Linked DNA regions of Gasterosteus aculeatus: region 2 is linked to region 1. Evidence: chromatin contacts called from public Hi-C data. All regions are on one chromosome and are shown on one strand. Each heading gives the region's core, a stretch centred on a gene start, on an enhancer-like site or on the middle of the called end of the contact. The rest is flanking DNA. Distances are from core to core; before and after follow the strand shown.

Region 1 (7,608 bases), core at 3,621-6,120:
GCTGGAGAGCAGCCGAAGGAGACAACAATCTGCACCGTGCGGCCATGTCGCGGCCCAACGGCCCCCGCCAAGGTCAGGCGGGCCGAGCTCGAGCCGAAGCGGAGACGGACGGTGAGCATTGGTTGCGCATTCTCTCCTCGCTGCCGAGATGACAGAAGATTTAAGGCGTAGTTGGCGAGGGGGGAGGCGGGAGCGGACGCACCTCGCAGCATCGATCGGACCCTGAAAGCACCATCTCCACCACCCCGACGTCAAACGTTTGACTGCAGTATCTTATGCACATTATAATCCGATGCGCGCTATATATGAAAAATGTTCTAAAATACGTCATTCATTGAAGGTGCGCCTTATTGTGCGGAAAACACGGCACACAAGCTCCGAAGAAAATGGTATACAAAACATACATTGTCGGTTAATACATTTTTAATCGGTTAAATTCTTAAGGTCATTTAATCATCCCTAGTTTATGTTTTGATCAGAGTTGTGATTAAAGGTTTGGTGGGCCGCAAAAGATTTTTAGATTTCAAAGTGCGCCGCGGCATTTGGGACCCGCTGTTGTAATAGATTAAACTACCAGAATTGTTTAAAGTCAGTCAAATGTAAACACATTAATGCCTCAATGATTAGGATAATATATGTTATATTTGTTTTAATCTTTCATTGCATTGAATTTTATTTTGATGACCATAGACACTGGAGCACACATGGTGGTCTATATCACTGCTGTCACATTGATGGCTTTCTTTTTCTTTTTTCTTTCAGGGATTGCTGTGTTGCATTCAAGGTGGCAGAGTCGTGTGCAGGAGAGCATCTGAAATGGGATTCTTGGAGAACAACAGATGCAATTGTTGCCGATGTCACTTCTGGTAACCTCCGAAACACATGTGCTTCACGATCACATTTTAATGCAAACATTAATATCAAGCTGGACTTGTTTCACTGCATGCGTTCCTCCGTGAGTGTCAGAGCATCAGGCCCTGTACAGTTCCTTCGCTCAGTTCCTCTGGACTGGGACAAGCACAACAGCAAGACAGATCACACCCAGGCCCCGAATCCACCTCCTCAAAGTGGCAGTCGCAGGTTCCTCTGTCATCCTCACTGGCACCATGAAGGTTGTTCCAGTTTTCTCCATGTTCTGAGTCCCAGAACAACCCCAGGGCCTCGGGTAGAGCCAGGTAAACATCTCACGCACGGACATAGTGATTGACAACATCAGCGCTAGCTAACTTTATTTTTATGGATAGCGTATTACATTTGTGTCACTTTTCCATTTTTTTACAAGATGTGAAAATATATTTAGGGTGTTATTGAATAAACATTTACACACAAATACCAGTCTTTCATGAGCTTTTAATGGAAGTTTATATTTATTATACAAGTATTTGATTCTATAGGTGCAGACAATGTGTGAGACATGAGAGTGTGAGAGAGTATGAGAGACAATGTGTGAGACGTGAGAGTGTGTGAGAGAGTATGAGAGACGATGTGTGAGACATGAGAGTGTGTGAGACAGTATGAGAGACAGTGGGAGACAGTCCGTGGGACAGTATGTGAGATAGCGGATGCTCGGCTGCAGCGTGTGGTAACATCACGTAATGTTTCGGCTCGTACAGGACGTCATCGCGGCTAAAGTCTGTCCCTATAAAACGTTAATCTAACTGATATCGTTCCTGCGCCGGAGCAGGTTCAAGTTTTTCAATGTGTTGCTATGGTGATTTAGACAAACCTGCTTCGGGGCAACCGGAAAGCCTCATCTACGTCATCTCATCCTGAAAATGATCCGGCTAACTCAGTCAGCCACGTACGAGGAACAGGGCCCAGGGAGCGTATTCAGCGCTGCATGCAAGTGCGAGTATGAGTTATACTAAGGTCAAATCTGCTGTCTTGAAAGCATACGAGTTGGTCCCTGAGGCCAGAAGTACCGCCAGAAGTTCAGGAAGTGGCAGAAGTGATAAACAAACTAATGTGGAATTCGCTCGTGATTTGCTGTGCCATTTCAACCACTGGTGTTCCGCTGCAGATGTTGAGAGTTTTGATGTGATTCGATAGTGTTGGAACAATTAAAAAATTCGACTCCTCAGCGTATTGCGACGTATGCAGGGCTGTAGTGGAGGGTAAACGCACGTAAACGCCGTTTACGCACCTCTAGAATTTTGGAAATAGCGTTTACGCACCTATAAATAGCGTTTACGCACCTCAAAGTTCCCTGCGCCTTGTATTCTTCCGTTGGAATAATCCGAAATAAACTTGGTGTAATTTTAATACCGCTAAGACTACGTTTCCTATTGTTGAACATATAAACGCCGTAGTCTGAATCATGTTCATCTGCGCTGTATTACGGTCTGTGAGCATCCAATCAGTGCCTTGCGGCTGCAGCAGCGGCACCAATCAGGATCCAGGAGGTGTGTAAACACACGTTGTGGATCAGCCCAGTGGTCCCCAACCTTTCTTACCTCACGGACCGGTTTCATGTCAGACAATATTTCGCGTACCGGTCGAGAAGGTCCGGCGGGGGGGGTAGTAGTCGTTGCGGGCGGAACGACCGACGGGGGGGTAGTGGTCGCGCGCTCTGTGTTTGCTGGTCGTGCACGGTAAAAGGACAAGAAAAACGCCTGGTGACGCGTAGATTAGAAAGCCTTACAGAGTCGCGACGCTTTGTGTTGCGTTGCTTCACATCGCGTCGAGGTCTGTATGATCACAAAATTCAGAGTTTACCTACCTCTAATTTTACCACTACAGCACTGGACGTATGTAAGTGAACAGAACGCAACCACTGCACTTAGAGCGGCTGAGCTGGCGGACGATTTTGTGTTGACGCACAAAAGTGGGTTTGGTGAGGTGTGCTCAACATGTGAAGGTGTCCTCGGGAGCGCTCGTTTCGGGGTCTTTTCAGTCTTTAGTAGCCCACCCCACGCATGCATTTAAAGACTCACGTGGAAATACTTTTACCATGCTCCAAATAATTGCCTATGAGAGCAACATGTAATCCAGCAATGAACACATAATATGTTTAGTGAAAGTGTACATGTAGCCTGATTAAAATGATGACAGGACACGAAGATAAATGCATTTCTCTTTAATGTGGAATCTTTATTTCCCCCGACTGCACTCCTGGAACACAGCCTTAATGTGTCAAATTAAGGAGACACTTGGGACAGTGTACAACAAATAAACAATTGTTTTTCTTTACTAACTAGTAACAGTATGACATGGAATAGAGCTCACAATTACATAAAGTTAACAGTTAGGCTACATAAAAAAAACAGTAGTGACGCCCTCCTGTTAAACAGAGACAAAGAACATGCACATCGGTCTCGTGCTGTTCAACACTCACATCACTGTCGTTCCTCCAAAAGCCCCGGAAACAATAAAGTCACTGGAGCGCCTGCGCTCGCGGCTCCGTGCACATGCGACCTCGACCCCCGGCAGCTCGTCACTCTGCTCTAAACGAAGCAGAGCCGCAAAACCCGAGAACATACACTCCGTTAACAGTTCAAATCACGATGTACATGGCGAGTCAGGTTTATTAATGCGAGAACACTTACGCTGACCCGCTGAACAGGTGTTTCCCCAGCGCTGTTCCGATGCTAACCGCTAACACTGTGTCGTCCTCGGTAGCCGCCAGGTCCCGTTCTGCAGCTCCAAATCCCACGTGAACTCATGGCGATGTAAAGTGACAGTACGCGCTCACCCTGTGTGCGGACCATCTAGCAGCACGAAAACCCCCCTGCCCCCACTTCACCCGGCTACATACAACCTCAGACTAATCACACTTTTCAACAAAGCAATTGGTTAAAATAATTCGTTAGGGTATTTAATGCTTCTGAGTTTTCAGAGAGACGCAAGGACACGCAGACGCAAGAGCCCCTTGCGTGTCCCTTGCGTGCCTTTTCACACCTCCTTGCGTGCGTCGACCCATTTTCTAGACGTCTAGCGTCAAAAGCTACGCAAGCCGGGCTGCGATAGGTCTGCTAACTACATCCTTTACGGAGTCTCACATTTCCCTTTTCATAGCCCGATACCGCCATTATTAAAGCGAAGAATGTTTACGAGAGAACGGATCAGATTGAAGAGCTTTAGTCGGAAGAGATGCGTAAATATGACCGCTTCTACAAGCAGTCATTGGCGGACTATGAGGCCTCTGATTCACGGAGGGAGATCTCCGCAAATGTCGGTTTGCCGGTCGAGAGGTGAACAAAGTTGTGGAGGAAAATACGGGACAAATGTGTCCGCGATGAAAAGCAGCAGCGGCGACGCACGAGGCAATAAAGTCTATGATAAATAAATAAACAAACCAACAACTTCCACACACAAAGACGTGACTCTCTAGGTCGTCTTCAACAAAACACGTTACTCCGCCTGTTGTTCTGGAGTCGAATTGCTCTGCAACACACGCAAGACTTTTAGAGCCATGAATTGAAACGAGTGCGTCGACGCAACGACGCAGAAGCAGAAGCAGAAGCAGAAGCACGCCTCCTCCTGCAAACAAACACTGCTGCTGGACACGACCTCCGTCCCCTGCAGACTGTAAGAGACATCAAGCCTGTCTGACATAAAGCCTTGATATTGCGTAATTCAGCATGACACAGCACAAAAAAGTCTAAAGCAAAGTCTTCCACAATCTTAAGTGGAACTTTTTTTTAAATGCAGTCAATGAGGTGTTTTAATTTGATGCCATTATTTACTGCAGCCCTGCTCTATTTGAGTCTGCTCTAATGGATTATGAGTCAGCTCTTCACATCCGACGAGGCCGACGGGGGATGAAAAATATCTAAAATAAAGAAACTCCTTTTTGTGCAGTAGGGGGAAGTGTTGCTCCAGCCTGTGTGTCTGCAGACCCCTCATGGTTTACCGTTGAATGGAGAGAGAGCCGAGAGCAAAAACGCTTCCAGTTGACAGCAATAACAATGGCTGCCTGCAGCACAGAGACCATGTGCTCGGGAGGGGTGATTATTTATTTTTTTGAACAGTTTTGTAATCCTTTTTCCTAATGTGCTCACGATGACAGACGGGGCCTGTTCAATCATTGCAGGAAATAACCTGTTATTGCAGGCAACATTAAAATCCCAGGATACGGCACAGGGGAGCGAACCAAAGCGCTCTGACTGCCATTCTAATTTGTCTTTGCATGGATTCCGATCGTATGTCAAACGCTGTATTGGGAATTTTCTAATCACACGAGCTCCACAACTCATTACTGGAAATCCTGTCAACAAATGATCCACAGCAGTAATTACCTTTCGCGGCGTTCTTCCATTCTGTGGGCTTGAATGTCAGAGCTTGATTACTGCTCCGAATACCGAGAGCCTTACGCACAGAGATTTGGTGTATCTGTCCGATGGAGATGTCTGGTCATGTAGGAGCAGCTGTGTTTTGGGAGTTTTAAGGTCGGCCAGAAATAACTAGCGTAGCATGCGGTTGCCATGGCATCTCAACGGAGCTCTGCTTGTGGAACGCGCAGTAACAGCAGGTATTTGCTGTCCGTAGCGGGCCGACCACTGACTGCTTGCCCCCTCCCCAATATGTCCTCGGATGCTTCCGTGTTTTTCTTGGAACCTGTTTTCCCTCCAGGCCCGGTCGATGCTGCTGACGTCATGGCTGCGGCCTACTGTACTGTCATGGTAGAGGAGGGCAGGCCGGGGGAGAAGAAACACGAGACGTGTCGGTCCTGGGCCAGCAGCTATAATAAACACTGCATTCTGTTCTGCACTGCCGCTTGTGCAGCAGAGTATTAATTACCTTTCCGTGTGTGTGTGTGCGAGTGTGTCACCAGCCAGGGAATGAAGAAGAAACATTTCCAAGGCACGTCCTTAAAATAAAGCAGCACTGTACGTGCTCAGAGTATTAACTTCCACACAAATGACCCATTTTTCCATCTCAAAGGACTGGTGGAAAAAAAAGGGGGGGAAGAGGGGGTTAACGGTGGAGCCGATCACGTGAATCCCAAGCAGGCGTCAATCGCTGGCGGATTTCTCTTCCTCTGTGGGGCAATGTCTTTCTTTTCTGTTTCTCAGCCGCCCTCCCCGCAGTAACTCCGGTGCCCTTCCTCCATGTGTAAAAGCCAGGCTGCCTATTCAGCTCTGTTGTTTACATTCCCGGTGAGTGTGTGGAAAGACGACCCCCCCCCTCCTTCCCGCCCTCCTCCCCATTAGACTCTCTAATGTCCTCCCCACCCAGCCTCCACCTATCTCCTCATCAGTAGATCCCCGATAAGACGCAAATTCAACAGCACTACTCTGCCCGAGAACAGTCAGTGCGTCACCTGACCTGTAAATACCTGTTAACGTTGGCTATATATATATATATATATATATATATATATATATATATATATATATATATATATATATACACATATCGTTTTTTTCTTCCCGTCTGGCCCACCAGCCTTTCTCTCGGAGCGGAATTGGTCTCGAAGGGAGACAAAGAGGGCGGATAGCAGCAGCATGGCTGAGCGGGAGAAGAAGAGAATATCTCAGTTCTCATCCTGTCGTCTGTCATCAGCGTTATCTCTGCAATCTGGGCGAGGAGTGAAACCAGAAGAGGGAAGTGACACGCACCCTGAACACGAGGGCGAAGAAAGGGTTAAATAAGCAGACTGTGTGCACAGTTACCCCCCCCCCCCCCCCCCCCCCCCCACACACACACACACACACACCCTCTCTCTCTGATCTGCCTTCCTGTCTCACAGGCAGTGCAGTGGCTTTGAGAATCACGAGAGAGAGAGAGCGAGTCAGACGGGCTTGTTTTGCATACCGTAGGTCTCCTGCATTGACTTGTAGCAAATCCCTGCCCTCGGGAGACATGTCAGAGGGGATTAATGGGAGGGCCGGGCCCCCCCCCCCCCATTGTCGCAGCCCCGGTCCCGCACTGTATTTCCACCCCGCAGAGTGATGCTGGTGGAGGGAGAATTGAGCGGTGTTATTTCCCTCTGCCCTGATTCTTTTGAGCTGAGCTGAAAGGGGGGGGGGGGGGGGGGGGTTGAGGGTGTAAATAATGTATTTGGAGCTGCAGGGTACAGGGAGCTGGGGCTTGACCGAGCTCAGTGCAGGGAAGTGAACGGTTGAGCGGCCATGCTGCTGCACAGGAAGCTGGATGCTGGAGGGGTGTGTGTGTGTGGGGGGGGGGGGCATAGGAAGAGCTGTATGAGCTACAGCAACCGTGCCGCGGTGCTCTGGGGAATGTGAGGCCACCGCAAGGATGAAGCAATCCTCCACTTCCGCTTAGTGCTCCGAGTGCAACCGAGATAAATAGTTTGCTGCAGCAGACTCCCATTAAGAATGTAATGCTAATACATGTGGAAATGGGAAATGTGGTTTCACAACAGGCCCGGGGCGGGGTGGGATTCAAACGGCATGTGAGTAGGAGCGAGGCTGCAGGACAAGACAATAGTCTGATTCATCTCAGTTTGTTTCCACATAGACAGTTAGCCTTGCTTAACATGGAGATGGAAAACATGAAGACACTGTTTGATGGTAACAAGATCCACCTCCAGCACCTCTAGACGTGTGTTCCTACAGAACGCAAAGCCAATCTTCAGCTGGCGACCTTTTATTGCAGATTTTACAGCTGTGTCATTTTCATTTATTCGCCCCAAAAAGCAAACGT
Region 2 (7,608 bases), core at 2,518-5,017, 53 kb after region 1:
TGTCTGAACACAGGCTAAAGCGGCCGCACCGTCGGAATGGGATTTCCGCCATTCCGCAACACGGGGGCCAGACTCCTTTTTTGAGTTTTCCTCTCACTTTTCCACACGCTCGATCCCCGCTGCTGCTCGCAGCTCCCGCTCTTGCGTGACTTGGGACTCTCCATCCCTAATCCAATCCATCTCCTCCCGTTACAGTGATTGCCGAGCTGCACTGCATCAGAATGATAAATCTTTTCAAGGCGGATGCTATTCAAAATGTGGGTCACGCCTAAACATGCAAGCCCTGTCAACCCTGCGGTGTTTGCCTTCGTCTCCCGACGTTCTGCGCTTAAAGTTCGCAGATACTTCACATTGTTTGTTTGTTCTAGTTCCACTTTTAGACCCTATTTTACACGAGATAGTTTGTCATCCAGTGCCTAATTGTGGCTTGTCCCTGTGCTGTCCCCTCTTCTGCTCCACTGGACTCCTTCATTTGTTGTTTGTGCTGTTTCATGGGAAGGAGGGCTGACATTATCCAGACCTCCTCTTTCCCTTCTCTCTTTCCGCTTCGCCCCCCCCCTCTCATGATAAATCTCTCTTTCCATTTCGGACTCCCTCTCTCCGTCCTCCTCCCCGATTCCAAATCTGTGCCTTTATGTATTATGCAGCTGCAGTACAATAACAGTGTTTGAGAGCAATAGTCCAGACAAGATTTTGGTTTAAATAAGCACCCCTGGGGCCACGTAATAACCCAGCGAGCCCCATGTCCCAGCCTCCCAGCCAGGCTCCACAACACATTCCTCCTCGTGCAGCCGGCCAGCCGCTCAGCCGGCCAGCCACACCACCAGAGGAAAAACACACAGTATAGAACCGTGATTCACATCCCTGATATAGAATATCACCTCCTCCCTTGTCCCCAGGCCAACAGCTGGTTTCCTGGAAGCAGCGGATTTTGCTCCATTTTTAACGGGCTCGCTGTTCACATCTGCAGCTCTGAGTCTTCATGAGCAGCCTCAGTTTATGTGAAGGGGAAAACATGCATTGTAAAAAAGACAGAGACTGGGTTTTACGTAATGGAGGTTATCTCGTAATGACATCGGCTTAAGTCTTCACATGCTGAAGGTCTGTGTGTGTGTGTGTGTGTGTGTGTGTGTGTGCGTGGAGGTGAAAAGGTGAAGTGGAGGTGGGAGGGTTCCTTTCTCATGCTGTCAGAGATGGATGGCTATGCACACTTTGCCGGCGTTGTTGGTGATCTTGGAATTATTGGATCATTGGTGAATAGAACCATCAACTAAATGACTAAACTGTCAGTGTAATTGTCAGCGTATGACTATGACAATATATCCCTCCTCAACAATGAACCCTGATATATCCAAACCCCTCAGAGATTGATGTCCTCACAATAAAAGGAATCGTGCCATAGTCATTGATGCACGAGTTCCTTTGCATTTTTTAGGTGAAGCGGAGCACCCTTAACCTACTTTAGTGGCCGTGTCAAGTCATATGTCTGCTTGGCCTTCCCCGTCTACTCAATGACCTTCGTTAAAGGAGAAGAATAGAAGCAGGGCTCACTTCCCTCCTGTGGATGAACGGTCTAATTTAGGAAAGCGTGTCAGTGTGAACCTTTGTCACATTGCCGGGCCCAGAATACCCATTGTTCCCCTGATGGAGTCATTGCACTTAGAAAAAGCTTTTAAGAGAACAGAGAATATCCCGCGTCCCACACCAGCACACATCTGCATTTGTATACTGGCGAGACGGCGCGCTTAACCCCCCCTCCCGCACACACGTGCATGATATAGGGGGATTAAGAATGGAAGTAGGCTAGCATGAGATCATGCATGCTCTGGCTCATTAGGTATGTTTCATATAGTCTGCCTGGTAAGCCATCTGTTCCAGACGGATGGTGCCAGATTTTATATGATATGATGCCGGCAACCTTGCTTGTTATTGTTATTGTCATTGGGTGACGAAGAGACTAGACTATATATTAAAATTAAAATGTTAAATAGGAAGACCAACGGTTCAATCTTCCAAAATATTTTCCAAAAAAGGTTTAATTTTGAAAATGTACAGAGCAATAACCGTTCGGAAGGAAGATATAAGATATTTTGTTTTTCTGACCAATGGCAGTCCATTGTTAAGAGATCATTAATATTTGATAAGATTAGTGCCTTGCATGCAGGTGTGGTTGAATAACCAAACACACAGTGCATTGTCAGCCTGCTGGGCCGGTGGACTTTTACATGGATGTCAATATGAATTTAGCAGTAATGTTATAGCTTTGAATGTAGTAGTGCATTGTGTACAGTTTATTTATCGGGGAATTTATGTCGCAATTTCTCAAAGTTGTCGTGTCCTCCCGGCCACCTGCTGATTACAGTAAAGGATGTTTCCTATATTGTCTCAGGCTCACTTTAAGTGGGATGACCTTTTAAGGTGGAAGAGCCATTTTAATTTCAGTGACAAGCCACTCCTCAGCGTTTTGCTCAGCTTTTAGAAAAATAAAGTCATAGTATTATTTTGTCTCAACTCCTGTTGTCTGCTGACAATAAAACAGCCCCAGTAATTGTAGCGTTAATAATTGTTCTGCACCAGCTGTGTTTGCTACAGGGCATCTTAGGACATCGTCTGTGTGGCTTCTGAGATATATTCTATATTTACTAAATGGGATTAAGTCTCGTTGATGTACCAGGAGGTGTTTCGTAAGACTGTGTGTCATCTTTAATGCTGTGTGTATTTTCGCGGGCGTATGGGTGTGCGTGTGCGTGTCGCCACAGCAGATGTGTGCATGTGTGTGAGTGCATGCAAATCCCCAGAGACACAAAGCCCCCATGCCTCTTCGCATTTGCCTGCAGCCCCCCCCCCTCTTCTTCGTCTCCGACTGGGAAGGTCTTCGGGATTAACTTTCCTCTTCTCTGATCCACTTTTCCACAGAGCCAATAGTTATGCAGGTCGCGAAATGTGTAATGTGACTGGGTGAGATGAAAAATCAGGGCCAATTCCAAAATAATGTATGATCCTCGTCTCAAGGTTATTTCTGTTCTTTACTGTTGCTGCCTATTCATTTGGGTGACCTCATCCCGGTCATGAATCTTTTCATAAACAAGGACGTCATTCACATTTAGGGGACATTTATTATACAGGAAACGTGACCTAGCCTCCCAAATACGGCTGTCTAATGGATTTCTCACTGTGGCTTGCATTAAAATGCATCTCCTAGTTATTACATAAGCTTGTTATGCATATTTCCATTAGGGTTTTGCATTTGCGCTCCTTTCCGAATCACAGTAATTGCTTCCTCTTCTTGCCTCTTTGAGTCTGGAGAGATTACTCTCCACAGCTGCACATGATTGTTTTACAATTGGCTGGGGAATCCAAAATGAGGATGTGTGAATACATAGTAAAATGAAAGTTTTGTATTTCAACTTCACCTCCAGCTACCGCAGCTCTTGAAAGCACTGTGGTTTATTAGCGCAGCATATTGCTGATTTCAGGGAGCACTGTAAGATTTGAGCCGAGCGTCATCCGAACCGCGGGGCAGAGATATGGAACGGGTGAGTCCTTTAGGAGAAGGGAATGAAATTCTCCCACCTAGGCAGCCAGGGAGGAAGGAGCTGAGAGGTATTCCTTTGAAGTGGCTGGCCCAGATATTAAATAATTGAGTTGCAGGAGATTAAAGTTTCAGAAGCTAATTTGCCCCCTCCACGGCCTGTCACTCTGGGCCAGCAGGCAGCAGTCTGCAGACGACTGTTGAATAAGTGTGACTAACTTCCTGTGTGTGCCGCGGCTGGAGAAACCCTATATCTGTGGCAGACTGAAACAGGAAGTTCATTCAGGGCACGCTCAGCGTCTCCGACTCGCGGCGAGGGTGACGCCATGTTTTCTCTCCCAGTTTTCAGGAATCCAAAATCGCCCATGTGCTCAACCAACAAAGAGGCACAGAGAGGTTCCACTTCCCCTCCTTTATTTCCTCATAAACACTCCACATAGTTGCTGACAGCTGAACTGTTGTGTGGAATGAAGTTCATTTGCTGATGCAAGAGGAATATGTTGCTTGCGTAAGCCTGGATTTCAGTGTTATTGCGATGGGAGGGTTTCGGTTTCAGTCAGCGCGTGCCGACGGGTTTGCTGAACAGCCTGCAGGGGAAAGCTCCGTCATTCATGTCTCTCAGCTGACGTTGAAACCTCATTTTCGAGCACCTTGAAGAGGATGCTGCCCGTTAAGTAATTGATATGGATGCCGGTATGGGAACACAAGCACGACACGACAGACGACAGACTTTGTCGAAGGAGATGTAAGGACACGGCGGTGAATTGCCCAAATCTGCCTCCCTTTCTGTCTCTGTGTGACTTATGCGGGTAAATATTGCACCAGAAGACTTCCACGATGACTCAAGCCCCAGCGCCGACAATGAAACTGGAATAACTCCATCTTCCCGCGGCTGGATAAGGCTCTTGTGCAACGGGCCGTAGCTTCGTTTCCCAGAGTATTTTTTATAACCTTGCAAAGATGTCTATCTGATTCAGACTTCCTGTAAATGTGACCCGGCGTGGCTTTGAAATCCAAACGGCTGGTTTGTGCTGCTCTCACTCTCAGCTCTTTTGTTTACAATTCCTCTTTTGGAAAACTATTATTCAACCAAGCAAATATGTGCCGTCTGCTTGGCTTGTATATTAAAATCTACCCCTGTGACATCGCGTTTGCTTAAAAGCATCCTACCCCCCCCGGGAGTGTTTGTATAGCTTAGCTTCGGTCACCTGGGCCAGTAATATGTTTTGACTGTCAAGAGTCAGAGTTAGCTCAGGGCGGCGGCGCTGTGTTGCAGGCAAAAACAGGCCCCCGGTTGTCATGCGGGCCACAGGGCTGCTGGGATGGAAAGCCAAAGCCCTGCGGTGAGATCAGCGTGTGGAGGAGGACTATGTTTGAGAATGAGCCCCTGTGGGCTGTTGATGCTGTGCTGAAGCAGCATTGCTCTCATCTAGATGGAGGAAAAACAAATAAAGCCTATAAACTGAAACTAAAAACACATCATTACTGCACACTGCCGTGTTATTTCTGGTTGCCGTCAGTTGCATCACGCACTAAACCAACTGTGCCATTTAGTATTAGGGGAGTTTTCTATCCGAAAAAAAACTAAATGGGCTACCAAGCGGAGGCACGTTATTGAATTTGCACATGTATTTCCCTTAGCCTTTATTGGATTTAAATGATTACATTAGATGTCAAGAGCTGTTCATACCTGAGTTTCTAGCTTTTTCATTTAGTGCAACACTGTGTCACCATTTTATCCAAATCCATTGAAAAAAACGTCTCACAGTATGTAATATCTCATTTTTTGCTTTGAAGATCTTTATTTTCTCCAGTGCTCCTTTTGCATGAAACATTAAAATATGAATTACTCCATTGACACTAAATATTGTCTTTTTCCTTTTTTGGGGGGCACTGTTGTCGTAGTTAGAAGTGTAAGCTTCTATCCGGCTTAGTCGTAGCACTTTCTAAAACCTTTTGAGAGGCAATAGATTCAATATTAAATGTTAAAGCACCAATACAGTGGCTTGACAAATGTGCATGCATGCTTTTCAATTGATTCCATGAAATGCACTCAGGATGAAAAAATACACAGAGAAGAAAATGGCAAATTGTCAGAGACATTTATTATTTTCCTGCTTGACACGTTACAGCATAATTTTACATCAGTCACCAAGGCAAAATCATCATCATATCCAGATAAATGCACATTATCATAACTATAACAATGACCCCAACAATAAACACAGGGCTGGCCTTCAGCGGAAAGCCGCGCCCGCTCTTCACCTGGGTCCCTCTTCTGCTCACCATTGCACACCTTTCCCTCTCACCACTAAGATAATTGTCTTCACTGCCTCGAGCAGGGGGAGGGGGGATCTCTGTGATGAACCCGTACAGATGAAAGAGAGCAACGTGACGACAGGTGGGGGAAAAAAGAGCAAACACGACCTGGCGGGGAGTTTTTAAGCGGTGGCGGCTAAACAAAGGCCCGAAAGCAATGTAAATCCCTCCCTCCTCTGGCGTGGCGGCCGGGCATGCTGCAGCGCCGTCTGTGCTCCTGTGCAGACCAGCTCTGCTGTGGCTGCGGGCTATCAAGGAGGAGCGGTGGGCAGGGTGTGTCTGCGTACCACGGAGGCAGGTGGGCAGATAGCTCTCAGAAGTACAGGGAGGGGAGGAGCGGGAAAGGGGGTGAGGGGTGGGGCGGGGTGGAGGGAGGGAGGCCGAGCAGGTGGCGTGTTGCTCCTGGCTCGCACCCAGCGGCCACGGAGCGCCAGGTTGATATGACAACGCAGCTGACGAAATCAGGCAGACATGTAGTTTAGCCTGTAACCTTTTCAGCTGGAGAGACAAAGACATGCCGCGTGAATGCGGAGGGTTGACTTTGTCCAAACACGTCCTTTCAGGGCTTTTCTCAATATAACCATCTGCCCTTTCTGTGCCTTTATCTCGGTGTCCTTTCTCTGAAACATATAATGTAACATTTGTGTTGCTGTGTACTCTTAACGGTATTTGGGGTGGAAGATATATTGAGATCCTTTTGTTACTTATCAAAAGAAATTATCCATAAAATCACCTTCAATGACTGACATTATTAGGATATATTTTAGATGGGATTCCCGACCAAATAAATATTTTTTTAAAACAAAGACACATGTCTGAATAAAACATTTGAACTTTTGATTGTTTTGTTTTTTTCCTTAAATATTGGCATATTTCTATTTAGAACAATTTCAACTGTTTGGAGGAGAAATGGGAGAAATAGGGGAGGTACAAAAAAACAATAAAACATTAACAAAACATAATACACTTATAAGGAGGAAGTTTGGGGAATCTCTGGTTTAGTTCTTGACAACAAGTTAAATATTTCCCTCAGATAATTTGCAGATTTATGAACATATACGGTGTTGATCGAGGCAACGCTTCCCTCTTGGTCACTTTACAAGACTGCACACACTGTTGTCCAAGATAACTGGAAATGTTTCATCAAAGCTGCCAAGGAGACACTAAGGGTGTGTGTTTATACAGATATGTTGTGTGTTTATAACACAGATGTGTAGATATATATCTGTGTGTATGTATTTAGCGGCATGTTTTGAGAGCAGAACTAGAACAGGCTCGGGGCTAAACAAAGCGCCCGCTGTCATAAGCCATCACGTTCTAATAAGGCATAACCTAGTCCTGGGTGGGCGAGGGAAGCCGCTGTTTTTCTGCTATTTCCATTTATAGACTGCAGCAACGAGCCCCCGGGGAGATTGCTCGCCATGACTCATGTCTCCAGTTCCTCAGGTCCAGACTGCACTCGCTCCCTCCCTTATCATCCCCGAGCGCCGCGGCCTTTTTCTACCCCGTTTACTGGCTCGGTTTATCTCACCTTGCTTATTTTCATTACTAGCACCGCTTGTGCTTTCATTCATACAAGAGAAATCCTTGTAAGCCTCGTCAGAGAAAATGAAAATGCAAAAAAAAAAAAAAGAGAGAGAAAGAGGGAAAGGAGTACAATGGAATACAAAGGAGTGAAGCGCCAGCAACAAGCCAGCCGCCGTAGCTGAAGATGAAAGCGTTAAGCGGGCTGAATCAGGCCCACGTAAATAGTGGCT

Evidence for each region. A called contact is a pair of places that touch in the nucleus more often than the background predicts.
Region 2: a contact with region 1 is called in a Hi-C map of whole body, with 2.6 times the contacts expected there. The contact joins two enhancer-like sites. A contact is called at or near these places in 2 of 6 Hi-C or Micro-C datasets (skeletal muscle and whole body).

The regions. Positions count from the first base shown.
Region 1 is chr6:7,557,906-7,565,513 of fGasAcu3.hap1.1, forward strand. No RefSeq gene overlaps it. Among protein-coding and RNA genes, the nearest start is that of LOC120821148, 6.8 kb to the left of the region's middle. Within about 2 kb of position 4,871, at least 9 of the 9 cell types and tissues checked have open chromatin away from gene starts, as enhancers often do.
Region 2 is chr6:7,611,919-7,619,526 of fGasAcu3.hap1.1, forward strand. No RefSeq gene overlaps it. Among protein-coding and RNA genes, the nearest start is that of irf2bp2a, 32 kb to the left of the region's middle. Within about 2 kb of position 3,768, at least 4 of the 9 cell types and tissues checked have open chromatin away from gene starts, as enhancers often do.